Linked DNA regions of Mus musculus: region 2 is linked to region 1. Evidence: chromatin contacts called from public HiChIP or PLAC-seq data. All regions are on one chromosome and are shown on one strand. Each heading gives the region's core, a stretch centred on a gene start, on an enhancer-like site or on the middle of the called end of the contact. The rest is flanking DNA. Distances are from core to core; before and after follow the strand shown.

Region 1 (3,510 bases), core at 693-3,192:
AAACCACAAAAGGTCCCTTTAGCATTGTTATCTACAGTAAGAAGAGAGGCAGACACCAGGTGTGCTGATGTGATTGGAATGGAAGCTTTGGCTGATGAGGCCCAGGTTGAGATAATTAAGAAAATGAAGCAGGGTTTCCTCTAGGATGCTAGTGCTGACTTTGAGCTAGAATGGTCAAGAAGATTCCAGAAAGCAGAAAAGCCTTTACCTGCTGCTGTTCCACAGTGAGGCCTTTCATTTACTACAGATCTTTAGGAATGCTGTAGCGAGCCTAAACCTTAAAGTGGAGAGGAGACATCTGAGCAGAGGGGCTTCTGGCTCAGACCTGGGTCTTGGGTCTTGTACCTTAACTGTTTGTTTATTTTTATTGGGCTTTCCAGACGCAAGCCCTCCTCAGGAACTCTGGGAAGCACAAAGAAGAAAGATGCTGGGACAGGGTAAATCTCAGGGGAGGGATCAGGGAGGGGACATCTGGGATGTGACTTATATAATCTCTGAGTTTCCTCTAGACAGCTGCTGTTGTCCTGTCCAGAGGCTGAAAAAAACCAGAGCATCTTTGCTTCCTTCCTGCCCGCCATTCATTGGTCAAAAACTATCATTTATGAAAGGAAGCCAACTCTCACCATTGTCCTTTCAAGATAGTACCAGAAGCCTGAGCATAGTCTCCTGACAAAGGAACATGGGGGTTCCTTGGGATACCTGGACCTAGAGTACCCCCAAAGTGTGAAAGGGTCCCAACAGCAAAGTTGGCTGCAGTTGGTTCCCTGGCTGCAGGAGCTATGGCCAGAGTGTGTCCCCCATTCCTTAAGTCTGTGTGTAGATGTCTCAGTCTCCACGGTGACTATTTGGATGTGAGATCTTTAGGATGGAATTCAAATTAAATAAGGTCACAAGGGTGGGCCCCAATCTAGTAGGGCTGTTGGTCTTACAAGAAGAGAAGGGGACAGCAGAGGTCTCTGTCCCTTCAGAGGAAGAGAGAAAGGGACATGTGAAGACACAGCCAGAAGGCAGCCAGGGAGTGTGACCAGGATCTGCAGTTGAATGGCATTTGGTCGTGGATTTCTGAGCCCCTAGAACTGTAAGAAATGAATGCCTGCTGTTTAAGCCACCTGATCTGTGACATTTTGCTAGAACAGCACAAGCGGACTAAGAACGATGCAGTAACCCTTAGCTGGTTCATCACAATATCCGTGAGAGAGCTCTGCTAAGACAGTCTGCAGTCCCAGGTACAGTGGGATCCAAGTGGCCACTCCTAATCTGCCATTCCTTAGCCCCTGCCATTGGTACAACAGTTAGGGTCCACTTGAGATCCTCTGGGTTTCGCCTCTTGCTTCTTTACCTTAACTTGCTTCAGTAACTAACCTTGCTTGATAGCATAGAAGTGGGACATACCAGGAGGGTATTCAGTATACGGCCATTCCTCCCCTACTGCTCAGTCAACCTACAAGGAATGAGAAGCCAAAGAACCAACCTGTACCCCAACTCCCTGCTCATTCTTCAGTTTGGAGAGGCTGCAATGAGGCAGGAACCTTCTAGAGGACAGGAGTCTGGTTATCCTGCTCATGTGACAATTAGGTGACAGTTGTTAGCAACCAACCACCTAGACTCTACTGAGCCCAGCACTACAGGGCAGAGGCTTCAAAAGCCACAGACTGTATTCTCTAGCAGAGGGGACAGTGCCTCGTGGGGTCTGAAGCCCAGCTGTTGACTTCTGGATCTGGCCTGCCTCTCATCGGCCAGCAGCTTCAGAGAGGAAGAGAGAGGTCCCGCTGCAGACAGAGACCTGGAATCAGTTTTGTCTCGTCCTCCTCCATGTCCAGGGCATACATAGGAAGAAGTGTGGAGCAGACAGACAGAAATGGACGGCTTTATCCAGGTGCACACCTCACTGGTTCTGTCAGCCACGACCGGGCCCCCGGGTCTATGTTAAATCCACTTCCTCAGACTAAAAATAACCATTCACAAGCAACAAACGTCAAAGTATTTTTAGCACACTTCAGACAACCAACCTTCCTGTTAGACTTCGGCTTTTGCTCTCTGAATCGGCTGCAAGCACAACTGAAACTACCCAGAACTCTGCACCTCAAATAGGCCACGGTGACCCCAGGTGACATCTGACTGTCGATGCCAAAGAGACTTTGTACCGGGAGATTAGAATCTCTAACGGCCTTCTGCTTTCAGCTGGCAGAAAGCCAGGCGTTAAGAGAGAGGGAAGGCTCAAACATTCAGGGTGAAGAGTTCTGGCCTTCTGAAGGTCACTGGTGTGGTTTCCTGAAGAAGGTCTTAGGAACCAGAATGCGGGACGGTTGCAATAGTTACAGTGGAAAACCAAGGAAGCCTGTGACCTGGCCACACTGGCACACAGCTTCCAGGTGATGAAGACATTTCACCCTGTGATGCTAGGCAGCGAAGGAAAAGAAACTGGCCAACTGTCACCTGTCAAAGACAATTTTAGGGGTGGCAGCATAATTCATTAAGAGAGAAAAAAAAGAGTATTTTCTTTTAAACATGTATATATAGCAGGTGAACTCTAGGAAGCAACTTACATTTAACTAAACAGCAATTTGTTTCCGCCAAAGTTCTCTTCCTATAACAGGTCTACCAGGTCTTAGCTGTCTCTTGTCCCCTTCACATGTACCATTGCTCTGTGGCAGTAAGAGATTGGGGGCAAATACAGAGCTGGGCTAAGAAGCCATAATCTTTATAAAGAATGGTCCATACCACCGGGAGGCAAGAATGGGAATATTTAGGGGAAGATATGTGTAGAATAAAGAAATTGGAGAAAGACGTCTAAATGTGTGCCCTGGCCAAATGAGGTTAGTTAGGGTGGCAAAGGCGTTTTTTCTGAGACCCTATTGAAAGCGACCTGACTGTGACAACTTCATTCATCCAAAGCTAGAAAAGAAAGGCAAAGCTTCGTCTGAAGAAAGAAGCAAGAAATGGGCTCACACGCATCTTCTTGACTTTGTCTTTACCCTTCAACTAAATGTAATTTTTTTCTGCCTTTGAGTAAAAAAAAAGTCACTCCTCTCAGCATGCCAACATGGCACCCCTTCTTCTCTCCCTGAGAAGAGCATAGAGAGAGGGCAAGGGGGAGCCTGCCCAGAGATGGGGTGCTGAGACATGAGGTAATGTCTGTTCCTGAGCTATGGTTGAACCCAGAAAGAGCTTGACAGGGGCTGCAGAGAAGGGGGTGCTGGTTTCTAGACACTTCTTTATGTTTGGCCTAGGTATAGGCCAACCTTCAAAGCAAATGTCGGTTTTGGAAATGTGTGTGTGTGTGTGTGTGTGTGTGTGTGTGTGTGTGTGTGACAGAGAGAGACAGAGAGAGACAGAGACAAAGAGAGAGAGACAGGAGAGACAGAGAGAGAGAGGTAGGAAGTAGCCACCAGTCATGACGGATGATAAGATTCAACTACACCTCAGCTGCTGAACTGCGGTGGCTGGTGGTCCTTATTACCCACGCTAACTCAGATTCTGTTTCAATCAGCATCAGCACACTTGGGTTCC
Region 2 (3,510 bases), core at 537-3,036, 500 kb before region 1:
TAAGATTATTTCATTGCCACTTCATAGCAGTAATTTTGCTACCATTACGAATCATAATGTAAATATCTGATTTGCAGGATCTCTGATAGGGGACGTCTGTGGGGGTTGGGACCCACAGGTTGAGAATCTCTGCTCTGTTGTGTTCCAGTCCCAGCTGCCTTCTTGAGTCCATTCTTGTGAGATGCTTGCAGAGCATCTGACCCTGCTGTGCCTAGTTTTCTAGTCCACAGAAATGGTGAGATTACACACTAGCATTCTTTTAAGCCAGATGTCTTTGGGGTGTTTTGTTTTTTAACACAGCACGGGTAAATAATCACACAGACATTCTTCCCTCTTGGTCTTTTTCCACAAAGCAATGAAGAAAGAGAGTGAGTTTGTTCCTTTGCACGTTGCATGTTGGGATCTGACAGGAAGCAACTTAGGGGAGGAAGGGTTTATTTGTGCTCATGTCTTGAAGACAGGCTGTTCAGCACGGAGGACAAGGCCCAGCAGCAGAAGAGGGTGGCGGTTGTCCGATCTCAGTAGAACGGAGACAGGAGAACACTGGAGCCCGCCAGGCTTTGTCCTTTCCTCTCTTGTAGTTAGTGTTGATCTCACCCATGTGTGGTGGGTCTTCTTACAAATCTGAAGTTCTTTGGAAATATCCTCGCAGAGATTCCAGGGCCATGTCCCCCACAGGATTCCAAATTAAGTCAGGACAGTAAAAATTAGGACCACCACAGTGAGTAATGTTAGCATTTCTTCTAGGTTCCACTCCACAGTTACCTGGCAATAACCAGGTATGCCTGACTCACTATAAAAGGGGCTGCTTGCCCCCCTTACTCTCTTGCTCTCTTACCCTCTTTCTTCTCTGTCCCTTCTCTCCCCTTTCCCCTCCCCCTCCTTCCACTTGTTCATGGCCGGCCAGCCTCTACTCCTACTTCCTCCCTCCCCCTCCCTCTTTCCCCTTTTCTGTCTCTAGTCATCCCTCAACACCCCGCCCCCCGCCCCCATGGCTGGTTCCTCAGGGGAAAGGGATGCCTCAGCATGGGCCCTCAGAGGTACCCCCTTCCACCTCACCGTACCTCACACCACTAAACATATCCCCAGCTTCCTTTTCTTTTCTTTTCTTTTTTTAAAAATAAACCACAAAAAGTACGATTCCTTTCCAGTGTCATACAAGTCTTTAGCTGTGCCTGAGGCAGTCCTAATTAAGGATGTTTTCCAGCTCCTGGGTAGACAGGTATGGTCATGTGAAAAGACTGTAGTTGGTAGTCTGGTAGTCTACACAGAGATGTGAAGTATCTAAAACTTGGTGAGGGGCTGGAGAGATGGCGCAGTGGTTAAAGAGCACTGACCTATCTTCCAGAGGACCTGGGTTCAATTCCCAGCACCCACACGGCCGCTCATCTCATAACTGCCTGTAACTCCAGTTCCAGGACATCTGACGCCTTCGCACACACGTAGACAAAACACCAATGCACATAAAACAAATCATTAAAAAAAAAATTCTTAGTGAAAGGGGTGTCTTCCCTTTGGATTCCCCTGTCCCTCTGGATGTGGAGGGCTTCCCTTTGGACTGTATGGCTGAGTGTAATATCCTAGAGACACAGAACAATAAAAGTCTGCCGCCTCGAGCAGGTCCCCCACCCTCCATGCAGCTTCGGATTTCTCAAGCCTGGGCTGTTAGGGAAGACCTAGTAAACTCCCTGCTTACAACATGCCTTGTGCAGGGTTTTGTTACATCAGCAGTACCCACATCCTAACGGATGCCTGCACCGAGCAGAGCATCTGGGAACAGTATGTATGTCATTCGAATGTTGCAATGCGGGTTAGAGCTGAGCACCCAGGAGCACCGCCCGCTATTGTTCATGCTGTGGGCTTAAAGCTTTGATCTTTCCTGGCCTCTCTGGGTTAGGCCTCCTTTCTGAGACAGCGACCTTAAGAACTTTGCTCTCTCTGATCACAGAGCATCCTCTCATGGACCCTGCGTTGTGTCCCTAGCGGTACTGTGTACCTCGTGCTAAAATCTTTCCCATCTTGACCCTTCTTCTCACTCTGGATGGAGGTGGTCTATTTCCTGAGCTATGGGCTCACTCGGGGCAGGAGCTGTCTCCCATCCTACCCGAAAGCCTGTTACACATTAAGGCCACAATACATCCTTGTCAAATGATCATACATATGAATGAAAGAAGGCCTGGAGGAATGCATAAAAATCGCTGGAGACTGGGGAGTCCACAACAGTTTTTATGCATTCCTCATTATATTTGAGAAGCCACTTCTCTGTGTGTCTGATGCACACAAGTGAAGACTTTGCAGTGTGGATGCCTGATATTAAAAAAAAAAAAAAAAAAAAAAAGGGGATTTTTATTTGGGAGGGACGCACTAGACGCTTAAAATTAAATGCTCTTCCCCCTTCGTAGAAACTAAGCCTCCAGATGCAGTGAAAGGCACGCAACTTTCCATCCCATTCTGTTCTCATGCGTTTCCTTCCACCCTTGAAATCCCCCTATCTCTATCCCATTATTCCCAAGAAGCAATCACACCATAAGTCCCACCCCACTGAGCCAAATTTAGGTCATCTTTTATTTGGTCAAAATATAGTCCTTACTGCCAAGTGGTATCACTATTATTTGGGAACACACATATTGTTTTACGTACAGCTGTGTGGTATTTTATGTTCTCATATAAATGTGATGCCTGGGTTATAGCAGAGGCAAACTGGACCTCATTTTTTCTAAAAAATGATGGTCAATTGGGTTTGTTCTATCTACCTTCTGGATAGTTTTCTGTTTCTCAGAGGGGCCCTTGCCTTGGCTGTACGGGAGTTTCTGGTAGGTGGGCACTTTTCCAGGGATGGTTATTTCTATCTGTCTGCCTGAAGCCCTTAGCTAACAGAGGTGGGAACGTAAAAAATCCAACTGCATCACAGAGGGGCTCTGGCAGAAATACGGCCTCCACTCCTACACGCCTAGAAAGCTGTTTTGTGTAGGGAGAACGGTCTGCAAAGCTGTCAGGTTCTCCAGGGCAAAGATCTGGGAAGATGGGGAAAAGTATGTGGGACAGATGAAAGAGCTCATTCTGGCCATAGATTCGCACCTCATCAGGGGCTTGCTCTGTGTAAGAGTGTGTGTGAGCGGGTGTGTGCACATACATGTATGTGATTTTTTTTTTTGCTTTTAAATTCTTTTCCTTGCTTGCAGATGATGATGCCAGCAATAGAACTCTGTCTCTGAAACCCGGGCTCTGTGCTCTGTGCTTGTTGATGCCTCTGCTTCTGTATTTATGGCCTGTCACCTCGTACTTCTATGTGTATTTGAGTATGTGCATCTATTGCGCCTCTTGTGGGGCTGTGTTCAGGAACGTTGCTCTGGAACGCCTTTCAGAGATACTTAGAGCATTCCGGAGCCTCACTTTGAACAGAACCAGCCTCCTGGATAATGAAACACATGCTCCGTACAGATGAATCTGAATGTTCAAATCAAATAAAAAAAACATGCTCTTTTATGCATGGTTAGGCATTTTCCCCTC

What was found. HiChIP or PLAC-seq counts read pairs in DNA pulled down with a chosen protein or histone mark.
Region 2: a contact with region 1 is called in an H3K27ac HiChIP or PLAC-seq map of acute myeloid leukemia, with 5 times the contacts expected there. The contact joins two enhancer-like sites. A contact is called at or near these places in 1 of 484 Hi-C or Micro-C datasets (nephron progenitors) and 2 of 115 datasets of contacts at active chromatin or transcription factors (acute myeloid leukemia and embryonic stem cells).

Annotation. Positions count from the first base shown.
Region 1 is chr13:44,064,458-44,067,967 of GRCm38.p6, reverse strand. No RefSeq gene overlaps it. Among named protein-coding and RNA genes, the nearest start is that of Gm33489, 21 kb to the right of the region's middle. Within about 2 kb of position 1,942, at least 78 of the 459 cell types and tissues checked have an H3K27ac peak or open chromatin away from gene starts, as enhancers often do. A contact at or near this core is called in acute myeloid leukemia, where this site is marked.
Region 2 is chr13:44,563,172-44,566,681 of GRCm38.p6, reverse strand. The region is part of intron 1 of Gm34276 (a long non-coding RNA gene); the gene reads left to right. Among named protein-coding and RNA genes, the nearest start is that of Gm34276, 3.7 kb to the left of the region's middle. Within about 2 kb of position 1,786, at least 37 of the 459 cell types and tissues checked have an H3K27ac peak or open chromatin away from gene starts, as enhancers often do. A contact at or near this core is called in acute myeloid leukemia, where this site is marked.